4 separate regions of the Mus musculus genome follow, and regions 1, 3 and 4 are each linked to region 2. A link is a contact called in public Hi-C and HiChIP or PLAC-seq data. All regions are on one chromosome and are shown on one strand. Each heading gives the region's core, a stretch centred on a gene start, on an enhancer-like site or on the middle of the called end of the contact. The rest is flanking DNA. Distances are from core to core; before and after follow the strand shown.

Region 1 (2,700 bases), core at 126-2,625, 300 kb before region 2:
CAAAACAAAAACAAAAACTTCTGATTTTTGGAATCATCAAACACCTTGTGCCTTTAATTCTTGTCTTGTCTTGGCTTTTTTTTTTTTTTTCCAGATGTGAAGATGCTGTCAGCTGGAGAAGCTGTTTGTTTTTCACTCTTGGCATTAAGAACCCATGCTGAGCAGGCTCTGGTATCCACCACTGTGCCACATCCCCCGTCTCTAGTAAGGATTTCTAAAAATTGCAGTGCATGCCCAGGGGCTCCTTCTCTGAATGGTCCATTGATTTGATAAATAATGACCACATCTGAATGAGCACATAGAGGCTGTGATCCAGACACTCAGACTGCCACTTTTCTGGAACCAAGTTACATTTTTAGCCTTTGCTAATTTAATGAGCTATGCATATTCTAGAGCTGGGTGTTTGTGTGTTTGCCTGAATGTATATGCACTTTGTGTATGCAATGCCCAAGAGCAGAAAAGGGAGCTAGATCCAGTGGTCCTGGAGCTACATACATAGCTGTGGATGTGGTGCTGGGAACTGAATCCTAGCCCCCTGCAAGATGACCAAGTGCACCTAACTGCTAAACCATCTCTCTAGCACCAGCATACTTATCATACTTTTTTGTTTGTTTGTTTGTTTGTTTGTTTGTTTTCAAGACAGGGTTTCTCTGTGTAGAGCTGGATGTCCTGGAATTTACTCTATATACCAGGCTGACCTTGAACTCACAGAGATCCACCTGCCCCTGCCTCCAGAGGGCTGGGATTAATGACTTGTGGCATCACCACCCAGCCAGCATACTTGCTTTTTGTTGTTGTTGTTGTTTTTGTTTGTTTGTTTGTTTGTTTGTTTTTGGCTGTAGCACTAAGATTAGAAATGCAAACTTGGCATTCAAGAAGCTTGGGTTCCAGTTGTATTTTCCTTCCTCCTCAGCTGCAGTCAACCTGGATAATTAACTGATTGCTACTTTTGGCCTCTTTATACAATTGAGATAATAACTGTTGTTACCTTTGGGATAAATAGGCCAGTAGTAAGCTGGCTTGGTATGGAACAAGTGCTCAGAATTAGTTTGTCAGGCTGAGGGAACCTCTCAGACTTTCAAATGGGTCCATTCTAGTTAGCTATAATTGACAACTTAACACAGGCTGGAGTCATCTGAGAAAGGACTCTCAAGGGAGCAATTACCTAGATTAGATAGGCCGGTGGTCATGTCTGGGAGTAGGGGGTTGTCTTGGTTGTTAATTGATGTAGAAGGGCCAAACCCACTATGGGCAGCACCATTCCCTAGGCCAGTGCTGCCAGGCTGAATAAGAAAGTTAATTATGCATGAGCCTGTTAGTGAGCTGAGCATTCCTGTGGTTTCTGCATCAGGTTCCTGTAAGAGTTTTTGCCCTGACTTCCCTAAATGATGAACCTGTGTGTTGAAATAAGTAGTTTCTTCCCCTAAGTTGCTTTTGGGCAGAGAGTTTTATCACAGCCACAGAAAGGAAGCAGAACATGGCGCCTCTTAGATTTATCACTCAGAGAAACTTGTTATTTTAGTATTTTATCAACCTTCTAGTCTGTAGTTTTTTTCTTGTCCTCCTCCTCTACAAACTATTCTCTTGGGAAGGTATGCCTCCCTCCTTGTTTATGCTGGCTGCCCTTCTCAGAGTTCATCTCCATTACATCTTCCTGGCAGGGAAGCGACCTGGAATTGTTTGAGTGTGAGCTTCCCAAAGGCAAGGTGACTGAATAATGCATTAAGGCACCTGGCAATGCATATTGGCTCTAGCTTTGCAGTGACTCCGGTGAAGGGAATTTTCCTTTGTAGGCTGAGCATCAGTTAGAGACCTCTCCCTAACACTAGGGGTCACTGTTAAAGCAGTATTTCAAAAGCAGGCAGCTTTCCCCAGCAATATAAATTTCAAGAAAGTCCTTCAGTGCACAGATATTCTTTGTGGAGTTTGAGGGCAGCAGCTGAGGTTTTTGTCGAGCTCCTAAATTGGAATTCACTTCTAATCTCTTCTTGTTTCTCGCCTCTAGAAAACAATTCCATTTTCCCGGAGGCAGCGAGGCATCTATCTGAGAGGATTCGGAGTCCAAAAGCTTGCTCTGGCCTGAGCTGCTGACTGCAGACCCACCTCTCCAACTGTGAACCCCCAACACCAAACCCTGCTGTGTTCCTGACCCGTTAATCCTTTCCTAGGGAACCCGCTATTCTGAACATGTTAAATCAGAACCCTCTGCCCTCCACGTTCATACCTCAAACCCCCTGCTTTTCACCTTCTTCCTGGAGATGACCTGAAACACCAAGGCCTGTTAGTTTTACTCCCTAGTATTTTCTGAGTCTGTCTTCTTCCAGAAAGTTGAATGATAGTACTCACTTCATAGGACTGTGGAGATGAGACCACAGACTACAGACCCCTGCCTTCTCCTGCTCACCTGTATCTCTTAGCCTCACAACCTTCTTTTAAAATCGCCTTTTGATTGTTCTAATGCCCATCTCACCCCTACTGTCTCTAACCTTAACCCTTCCTTGAGTTTTATCAGTTTTGAGTTATGCATCAACGATCCTCCCAGTGCCTCAGCCTCCCCTCCAGTGTTCCTGTCTTCACCCTGACCTCAGTCTCTTACTCCTGTAGTCATAGCTAGGGCAGTCTAAAGGAACTTCCTGAGTGAGGCAAATGTCTTTAGCCATTTAGGACCGTAGCCCTATGAATGTGACCAGCGACAGTGAG
Region 2 (2,700 bases), core at 85-2,584:
AGTTTGTGCTAAAGCTAGCTTGCTGGGATGTCATGCAAAGCATTGTTGGTTTCTAAGAGGTCATCTGGTGCATTGAAACTGTTCTGACTTCTACCTAAATGATTATGGCATTTAACTTGGAGTTGAACTGTAGGTTATTTAAGTTTAGTTAGTACTAACCATGAAGTACTCATTTTGTAATTAACTGCTTAATGCTGAAACTAGAAAGAGTTGGAACTTAAAATATTAATAAACTGGGGGCCACTTGGGAATGCTGAGAAGAGATGAAAACCTCGGTTGTCTTCTTGCTATGCTATGGTGCTGTGGACTCAGTGACTGCAGTAACTGGAAGGAGGATCCATTCGATACTCCTGCAGGTTCTGTCCCTGCTGCGTGCGTGCTGCGTGCGTGCTGCGTGCGTGCTGGAGAGAATGCCCACATGTTCACACTCACTTTCTTTCTTTTTACCTGTCTACTACTGTGTGGTCAGTGGAGTATTCACGAAGCAAAGTTGAAAGTATGATGACAGAAAATTTAAAAGTGAGCTAATTTTTTAAATCTTACATTAAAGTAACTCAGGTGAAATCCAAGCCATACATTTTCTATAGTTTTATATTTTATTTTGAAAATAGCCAAAGTCTTGCTAAATTGGTTCATTTTTAGTAGTTATCAAAGTGGGAAAGTGTTACCAAATAATCTCCACCCTCAGAATAGCAACTAATCTTTCCATCTTGGATCACCTTTTGCCCTTTTCACCGTGGTTAAAAATTGAAATTAACACTCTTTGGAAAGACTACATAGATGCCATATGGTAGTGAGGACTGTGTAGGTGCCATTTCACAGTGAAGGCTTTGTAGGCACTGTATCACAGGGAAGCTGTATACTCGGAGCCCTTTATTTGTATGTATACTTTGTCATCCCCCGGCACATTGAACACTCAGCCTGTACAAGTCAGAGTGCAGCCTGAGGTGAAGCCGTGGGTCTGAGTCAGCGGAGGCTGGTTAGTCGCCTTCCCATCATGCAGTCTTAGGCTTTACCCAGATTGCTCTTCTACCTGAGCTGCCCTGAGCTTTATTCTATGACTGCAGATCACTTGGAAACAGCACAGCAGTGTGAAAAGCAAGCTCCACTTTTTTTTTTTTTTTTTTAATGACAGCCTAAATGGATGTTCCTTTAAACAGAAATGTCTGCCCATTTTTTTTAAGTGAAGAGAATGTAGCGTACACCCTTCAGAGTAAGCAATATTAGCGTCCTACTGCAAAAAGGAATCTTTTCTTAAAGACAGGGATACTATAGTGATCATCTTTGAAAATGTATATGCTGTAGGATGTTGTAATATCTATGGTCTCCTTCCTGCTTCCTTTTTCTTACGTAGAGGCTAGAGATAAATAGCTGGTGTCTTAATTACTCTCCATCTCAGGCCTCTCACTGTACCCGAGGCTTGCTAGTCTGGCTAGCCAGCAAGCTTTGGGGACCCTTTCTTCTCCATTTGGGCACTAGCATTGTAGATGCTTGAGCCCACTGAGCATGCAAGTGTAAGCATGGGAGTTGGGTGTTGAACTCAAGGTCCCCATGTTTACATAGCAAGCATTTACCCTTATGTCTCTATCTCCACAGCCTCTCACTCACTTCCTCTTAACTCTCAAGATCTTCCTACACAAGCACATTTGGGATTAAAGAAGTTGAGTTAATTTATCTTTTTTGATAGCTAATTAGTGTTTTATTTATTGAAGAAATGAAAACTCAGACATCTGCTATAAAATTAATGTTGAAATTTATGAGACTGTCAGTTTATCTAGGAATGAAAGTCTAAATTATTTTCTATAGTTTGATTGTATGTTTAAAGTATTTTATTTAGAGTAAATATTTTTTGTACTTAATTTTTTTTTATTTTTATTTTAAAGGTGTGTACGCACATATCCTTCCCTGCAGGGTCCCCAGAAGCACAGAGTAGTGTGATTTCCTGGCCTGCAAACGATTTGTAAGACTTTTGCAGGAGAAATAGCTGAAAGGTTGATGAGTGAGTTGTGCTAAAACTTGCTTATAAAAGTAAAGGGCAGACTTTAATTGTTTATTTTGAATACTGTGGAAGATGAAGTTGTTGGAGGCTCTTTGTCGTCACATGGGGATGGAATTCTTGCATGATTGAAATACCTGTAATTACAATGACATTTTTGCCATAGTTGACTTAAAGGTATAGCTATATTAATCACCAGCTGAATTCTTGGTGAGCAGCTGTGTAAGGCCAGTTTAACAGCTGGGGTATCCCGGCATAAGCATGAGAGTTAAACTTAGTCACGAAGTAAAATTTGTTACAGACACAGAGGACTCTATCCTGGGCACTGCTGAGACACTTAGAAAACGTAATCTGAAAGTTGGACTTTAGTTTATAATCGCAAATCTTTCTTTAAATGTCTGATAAAAGAATGAGAAGTTTGTTTTGAAGTAAATAGTTCATAGACACAAATATTGGATTAAAATTCAAAGCTTACATTAGAAAAATTAAATCTATCATCTATCCACTTTGTATGTTATTGCCTAGGTCATTATGGTGGATAGGAAAAGAAAATAAAAATATATGATTTTTTGTAGTGTTAATTTTTTGAATTTCATCTTTTGGTCAATTTTTAAAACTTTTCATTACATCTATACCTTCTTTCCAGTTAAAATATTTTCATTGTATACAACTCAACTACACTACCTAACACATTGCCACGATTG
Region 3 (2,700 bases), core at 99-2,598, 340 kb before region 2:
TTCAGAAAATCATAGTGGAAATATGCTGTTTTCCTATATACTGTTAAACTTTGGAGTTAGAAGGAAGCGTTGGTCACGGTGAACAAGAAAAACAAAAACGAAAATTAAAAGCAAATAAAAATAGAACAAATACAAGAAAAGTGTACATTGCTGCAACGCTTGCTCTGAAAGAGCAGCAATGAAATACAAGCCATTCCTGCAGCCTCCAGAGAACTGACCAACCGCCATCAATCTGGTGCACCTTTCTTTAGCAATCAAGTTAATCAAATGGCAAGTGTGAACACACCTTCGCAGTTGTGAAAGCAACACGTTGATGAAAAGCCCTGCGATTTTTTCATTCGTCCTCCGCCCCCCTGATCAGATAAGAACCAAGAAAGGATAGTTCAGGAAAAAATAAAGGAGGGACGCACAGAAATCCTGAAAGGGTGACTTAAAGGATCTGCAGGAAGTGTAAAATATAAACTTTTTGAGATCAGAGGGTTCAAGAGGAAAACAAGAACAAAGCCAAGGAAGCAATAACAGGGGAGAAAGTCTAGAATCTAAGCACTTAACACACACACACACACACACACAGAGAGAGAGAGAGAGAGAGAGAGAGAGAGAGAGAGAGAGAGAGAGAGACGCTTCCTTTCCTAGACACGTAAAGAGTAGTTAACTTGGCAATAAGGAACGCACCAGAAGGCAGGGCCACAATTTCCTCCTCCAAACTCCAGCATTCCTTGGACGCCCTCAGGCTTGGGACATTTCAGGCAGGGCGCCTCCCTCGGCACCGGTGTCAGGCAATCTCTCCAAGAGATTGCTACCTCCCTTCCTCTCACAGCAGGAGAGAGGAAGCAGGACACTCAGGGAAGAGCAGGGGGAAAGGCGGCCCACTCGGACAGAGTCCAGAAAGCCCCAGACCCTGCCAACTCTTCCCACTGCCGAGCGGAGCCGCCCCAGGGGCCAGTGCTGCCCCCCTTCACTCCAGAACACACTCAGACTCAGAGGGACAGGAGGGACCAAGGGGCGGACTTGGCTGCTCCCAGGGATGGAAGTGCCCAGGAGCAAGTTTGATGAGAGTAGCCGCAGGCGACACATCCATCTGTCGGGAAGCACGCCACCCCAACCCCTTCCTTTCCGCCGCGGCTCCGCCCTCACCTGTCTGTCAGCGGGGAAGCCGGCAGCGCTCCGTCGCGGGCTCTCCCGGTCGCAGCCCTCGGGAATCACGTCGGCCAGAGGGAGAAGGGACCGGAAGCGCAACCGGGAGCTTTTCCTTCGTCTCCTCCCCCACGCCTCGGGGGCGGGGAGCAGCTACAGCTGTCACAGGCTCCGGGCAACCAACCGCCGAGGACACTTGCACCCGCGACCTCTCAACCCGGTCTCCGGCGCTTGCACCCTACCCGCGAAGCCGGAAGCGAGCAGACCGGAAGTGCGGGGTCTTAGGCCCCGGACAGCCTCTCTCTAGAAGCCAAGCCCGGGCCCCGCCACGTCTCTATGGTGCGCGCGCGTCTCCCAGGGGGCTGGGTCCTCCCGACTCCGCCCCGGGCCGCGGCCCTGTGAACTACATCCGGGAATCCGCACGGACCGTTGCCGGGGTAACCGGGTTGCAGCGTAGAGGAACAGTCCATAGTTTGCGAAGTGCAGCCCTCCAGCCAGACATCCTCTACCCTTTTCCCACACGCGTACTCCGTGTCTGGAGGGTGGAGGTGGCCGTAGCTCACCACCGCGGAGCCGAAAGTTTGTCAACCACCGGAGAGAAGAACGGGATGCGGAAGGGATGGAGCGAAGATGAGTGTACCGGCGCTGGCAGCACGGAAGCCCGGCCCTCGCTTTCTTAGGTTTCTCGCTAGCTCTCCGCGATCACCGCACTCTTACCAGTCTGTGCACCAAGACCGGCAACCGTGAACGTGCGGTGGTAGCTCTGTTTCTGTGCTTGCTCTCTGACAGTGGGCTCATAGTACTTTTCTTCGCTGCTCCTCTTTTGCCGGCAACCGAACTCTGCCTTCTTGCTCATCCCCTCTTAAGTAGATCGCTGACGCCCCGTCCACAGAAACAGTTCAACTGTCCCTTCTCCCAGAGCTCTTCTTGGTCGTTTCCTACCAGACTTTGGGGGTACCTGCGAGAATCTTCCCTATTCCCAGCGGTGTTAGATAATGAGTTTAAATATCCTTGTACTGTGTCTTCCTCAGTCTGGTTAATAGTAACACTACATACATTTACATAATGCACTACACATATTTCAAACCTAAATAACGGTATTGTCTTAGATTGCTAGCACATCAACTCAAACAAAACATCAACAAAAACAGTGCTGACATGCCCAAACATAAATCTTGTATAAAGGGCTTTTCTGTTCTGAAATTGAGCTATAAAGGGAGTGGTGGGTGGGTACCAATTCTCTCAAACTGTAATTATTCTGCAATGTATTGTGAATTTTCCTACTCAAAACCATCCTCTTGAGTTGAAACCCATTAGTCTTCTCCATTATTAGAAAGGGGCCCCTGTCTAGTGTAACTCTTGCTCTCGTTCTGTAAGAACTGAATAAGACTTGTAGCTAAGTGCAAGTGTCATCATGTACAGGGCTTCTGAAGGGTGACTTGGAAAACATGTCTTGCAATGCCCGGTTGTGTATGAATGGTGTGGACAGCTAGTACATAACAAAACTGGGTGTCTCCTTGAGGATGCCTGGTGGTGTTTCTTTAAATTTGGGGATACTTGGCT
Region 4 (2,700 bases), core at 12-2,511, 370 kb before region 2:
CATGCAGGCTTATCTTAGAGGTAAGAGATTTAACTGTGTGCTCAGAATCCAAGTCTTCCTTCAGTTACACTATTTTGGACTACACATGCTCAGAAGCCCAATTAAAGTAATTGTCAAGTAAAATAAATAACTAGTGTAACTGTGGTCTGTCCTGGGTGAAATTCATGCTGCCATTTATGCTGTAATGTTAAAGTGAGGCTTCTAAGAGACATGAATGGCTTTCTCATGAAACTGAATGAATTCTCTCAACACGTTATTACAAACTATTTAGCTCTTCGGTCTTCTCTCCCTTCCAAGCTTCTTTTCTTTATAAATTATTCATTCTCAAGTATTCTGTCCTGGCAGTAGAAAAAAACTAAGATAAATCTCAGGCTTGAAGACTATCACAAAGAGCTATCTAAAATAGTAGTTCCCAACCAGAAGTGCATTTCCCCACCCTTACAGGCACTGAGCAATATACAAAGGTGAGGCTGCCAGTAGAAAAGAAAGGTGGTGCCCCTGGTACCTACAAAGATGGCTCACAGACCACAACTGAGAATGAGCTGGCACCGACTCAGAGTCCTGAGCTAAAATATCACAGAAAGGTTGCATTCTTAAATAGGAAGCAGAAGCATAACAGAATTATAAGATAATTTAAAAACTTTTCAACCACTAGTTTTTCAAGTAAACACACACACACACACACACACACACACACACACACAGAGAGAGAGAGAGAGAGAGAGAGAGAGAGAGAGAGAGAGAGAGAGAGATGTTGGTGTGTACATTTAATCCCAGAATTCAGGAGGCAGAAGCAAGCATATCTCTGTGAGCTCCAGGCCAGCCAGGGCTACACAGTGAGACCCTGTCTAAGCAAGCACGCAAGCAAACAACCTAATAAAACAAAAACTTTTTAAGACCACAGAGCCATATTTTTCCTTAAAGTTGTACATTTGTATCAAATGTCATTAGAAGAATGTTTAATCTCAGAAATCAAAAGTATCACCATCATTTCTGACTTTATAAGGCTCATTACTCATCTTACTTACTATTAATATCCTAATAAAAGAAAATATTTCTATATAGAAACACTATCAAGGTTTCACTGTTAGAAATGACACAGCTGAAATCTGAACCCAGATTATTTCCAATCTCATAGTGTTTCATTAGAATGCATTAAACTGAATTCAGAGGCAGAGCAAAATTAATTGCACTAGGTCAGGGCTGTAGCTCAGTGGTAGAGACTACGCTTACCACTCACAAGGTCTCAGCCTCAATCCCAGCACAAATGCACACAAAAACTGCACCTCCAGCCTCAGTTTCCTTCTGAGTCGACTGTCCACCTTCAGGATGTTAACTGCTCTGCTGGACCTAATGAGACACGCCCCGCATGGGCTCACGTGTCTGAACCCTGGTCCCAGTGGATGGCACTGCTTGAGGAGGTTAGGGAGCCTGTATGAGGCAGAGCCTGGGGATGGGCTTTAGAGTTTACAGCCTCACCATACTTCCTGTTCTAAATTTACACTTCCTGTGTGTGGGCAGAAATTTGATCTGCCAGCTTCCGGCTCCGACCTCTGGGCCAGGACTCCCCACCCACAATGGACTAACATTCTAGAGCCATAGCCGAAATAATCTCTCACTTCCACGAGCCCTTTCTGGTCATGGTACTTTATCACAGCAACTCAAAATAGCAAAACAACAGCAAAATCAAAACCAGCCTCTTAGGAATTAAGTACCTTTTAAAACCAGTGAGATGCTGCTGCTACATTTTAAAAGAATGTACTAATATTTATAAATAATATTTTAAAGGGTAAAATACACTTTTTTCTTATCAAAGTAAAATAAAAACTATATAAAATTATATGCCAAAACTGCAAGATACATTGTCATTCTGGTTACTGACATAAATGTTTAGGGTTTTTCATAGGTTGTCTATTAGTGAGCTAAGCAGCAAAGCTTAACCTTGACAAACCAGAGCCACAGCCTATCCAATAATCCTCAAATTATTGGCAAAAGTGTGCCACGATTCTCTACATTAACCGAAAGTAAAGTATTCTTACCCTATTGTAGCCATGCTCATGAGCATCGTCAACTTCTCCATTACTAGTTACTGGGATTTCTGCTGCAGAGTTTTTGGGAGATTCTTGAGCCATGGCAGACACCTACATTTAAAATAAATAAATAAATAAATAAATAAATAAATAAATAAATAAATAAATAAATGTTTTTTAAAGAGAAGAGAAAAAGCCATACTAATGCCAAACTATAAAAGGCATATTTTAAAAACTTAGTCACATACACTTACTATCTACCAATCTAATATTTGTATAACTTGATACATTATCTATATATTATTTTCATATATATTCTACATGATGACAATACAGTAAGATAAATGTACCTGGCTGCTTTCTTTGTATTCAATCTAGATTCCTTGATTTAAAGAAAAGTTACAGATGACAAATACCAGGAGCATCTTCCTTGCCTCTTAGAATTATGATAGATACCACTCATAATATAAGAAATACTTCAGAAAGCCATGTTTGGTGTATAATTTATACAAAGAGGGTCTACTTGTCTTATTTAATGGACTTCAAAATAAGCTTCTGTCTACAGGAAAAAATTTTCTTACTATAACAAAAATTTTAAATATGTAAATCAGAAGAACTAAAGTTTTATCCTCTAGTTTTACAGTTCAAAAAGCAAAGCAATAGTTAAAAA

Evidence for each region. Hi-C and Micro-C count contacts between places; a contact is called where the count stands out from the background. HiChIP or PLAC-seq counts read pairs in DNA pulled down with a chosen protein or histone mark.
Region 1: a Hi-C map of bone marrow-derived macrophages shows a contact between it and region 2, with 22 read pairs. The contact joins two enhancer-like sites. A contact is called at or near these places in 2 of 15 datasets of contacts at CTCF or cohesin (the NIH/3T3 cell line and stem cell-derived epiblast-like cells), 57 of 484 Hi-C or Micro-C datasets (B cells, the Ba/F3 cell line, the C2C12 cell line and 34 more) and 2 of 115 datasets of contacts at active chromatin or transcription factors (astrocytes and bone marrow-derived dendritic cells).
Region 3: an H3K4me3 HiChIP or PLAC-seq map of bone marrow-derived macrophages shows a contact between it and region 2, with 2.6 times the contacts expected there. The contact joins the promoter of Arfip1 here to the enhancer-like site in region 2. A contact is called at or near these places in 10 of 39 promoter capture datasets (the C10 cell line, embryonic stem cells, hematopoietic stem and progenitor cells and 5 more), 8 of 115 datasets of contacts at active chromatin or transcription factors (the SCID.adh cell line, bone marrow-derived macrophages, embryonic stem cells and 3 more) and 3 of 9 other capture datasets (adipose tissue, liver and macrophages).
Region 4: a contact with region 2 is called in a Hi-C map of bone marrow-derived macrophages, with 13 read pairs. The contact joins two enhancer-like sites. A contact is called at or near these places in 3 of 484 Hi-C or Micro-C datasets (the G1E-ER4 cell line, bone marrow-derived macrophages and embryonic stem cells) and 1 of 115 datasets of contacts at active chromatin or transcription factors (embryonic stem cells).

Annotation. Positions count from the first base shown.
Region 1 is chr3:84,613,881-84,616,580 of GRCm38.p6, forward strand. Gm46836 (a long non-coding RNA gene) reads left to right here. Exons shown (of 3, transcript XR_001784062.1): 2 at 95-204; 3 at 2,006-2,290. Among named protein-coding and RNA genes, the nearest start is that of Gm46836, 11 kb to the left of the region's middle. Within about 2 kb of position 1,376, at least 34 of the 459 cell types and tissues checked have an H3K27ac peak or open chromatin away from gene starts, as enhancers often do. A contact at or near this core is called in bone marrow-derived macrophages, where this site is marked.
Region 2 is chr3:84,917,142-84,919,841 of GRCm38.p6, forward strand. All of the region lies in intron 4 of Fbxw7 (F-box and WD-40 domain protein 7), which reads left to right. Among named protein-coding and RNA genes, the nearest start is that of Gm40080, 40 kb to the left of the region's middle. Within about 2 kb of position 1,335, at least 7 of the 459 cell types and tissues checked have an H3K27ac peak or open chromatin away from gene starts, as enhancers often do. A contact at or near this core is called in bone marrow-derived macrophages, where this site is marked.
Region 3 is chr3:84,581,277-84,583,976 of GRCm38.p6, forward strand. It overlaps Arfip1 (ADP-ribosylation factor interacting protein 1), which reads right to left and starts at 1,349. Exons shown (of 9, transcript NM_001081093.2): 1 at 1,138-1,349. It overlaps Gm35410 (predicted gene, 35410), which reads left to right and starts at 1,139. Exons shown (of 1, transcript NR_164319.1): 1 at 1,139-2,700.
Region 4 is chr3:84,545,895-84,548,594 of GRCm38.p6, forward strand. Arfip1 (ADP-ribosylation factor interacting protein 1) reads right to left here. Exons shown (of 9, transcript NM_001081093.2): 2 at 2,040-2,141. The coding sequence starts at 2,132. Among named protein-coding and RNA genes, the nearest start is that of Gm35410, 35 kb to the right of the region's middle. Within about 2 kb of position 1,262, at least 33 of the 459 cell types and tissues checked have an H3K27ac peak or open chromatin away from gene starts, as enhancers often do. A contact at or near this core is called in bone marrow-derived macrophages, where this site is marked.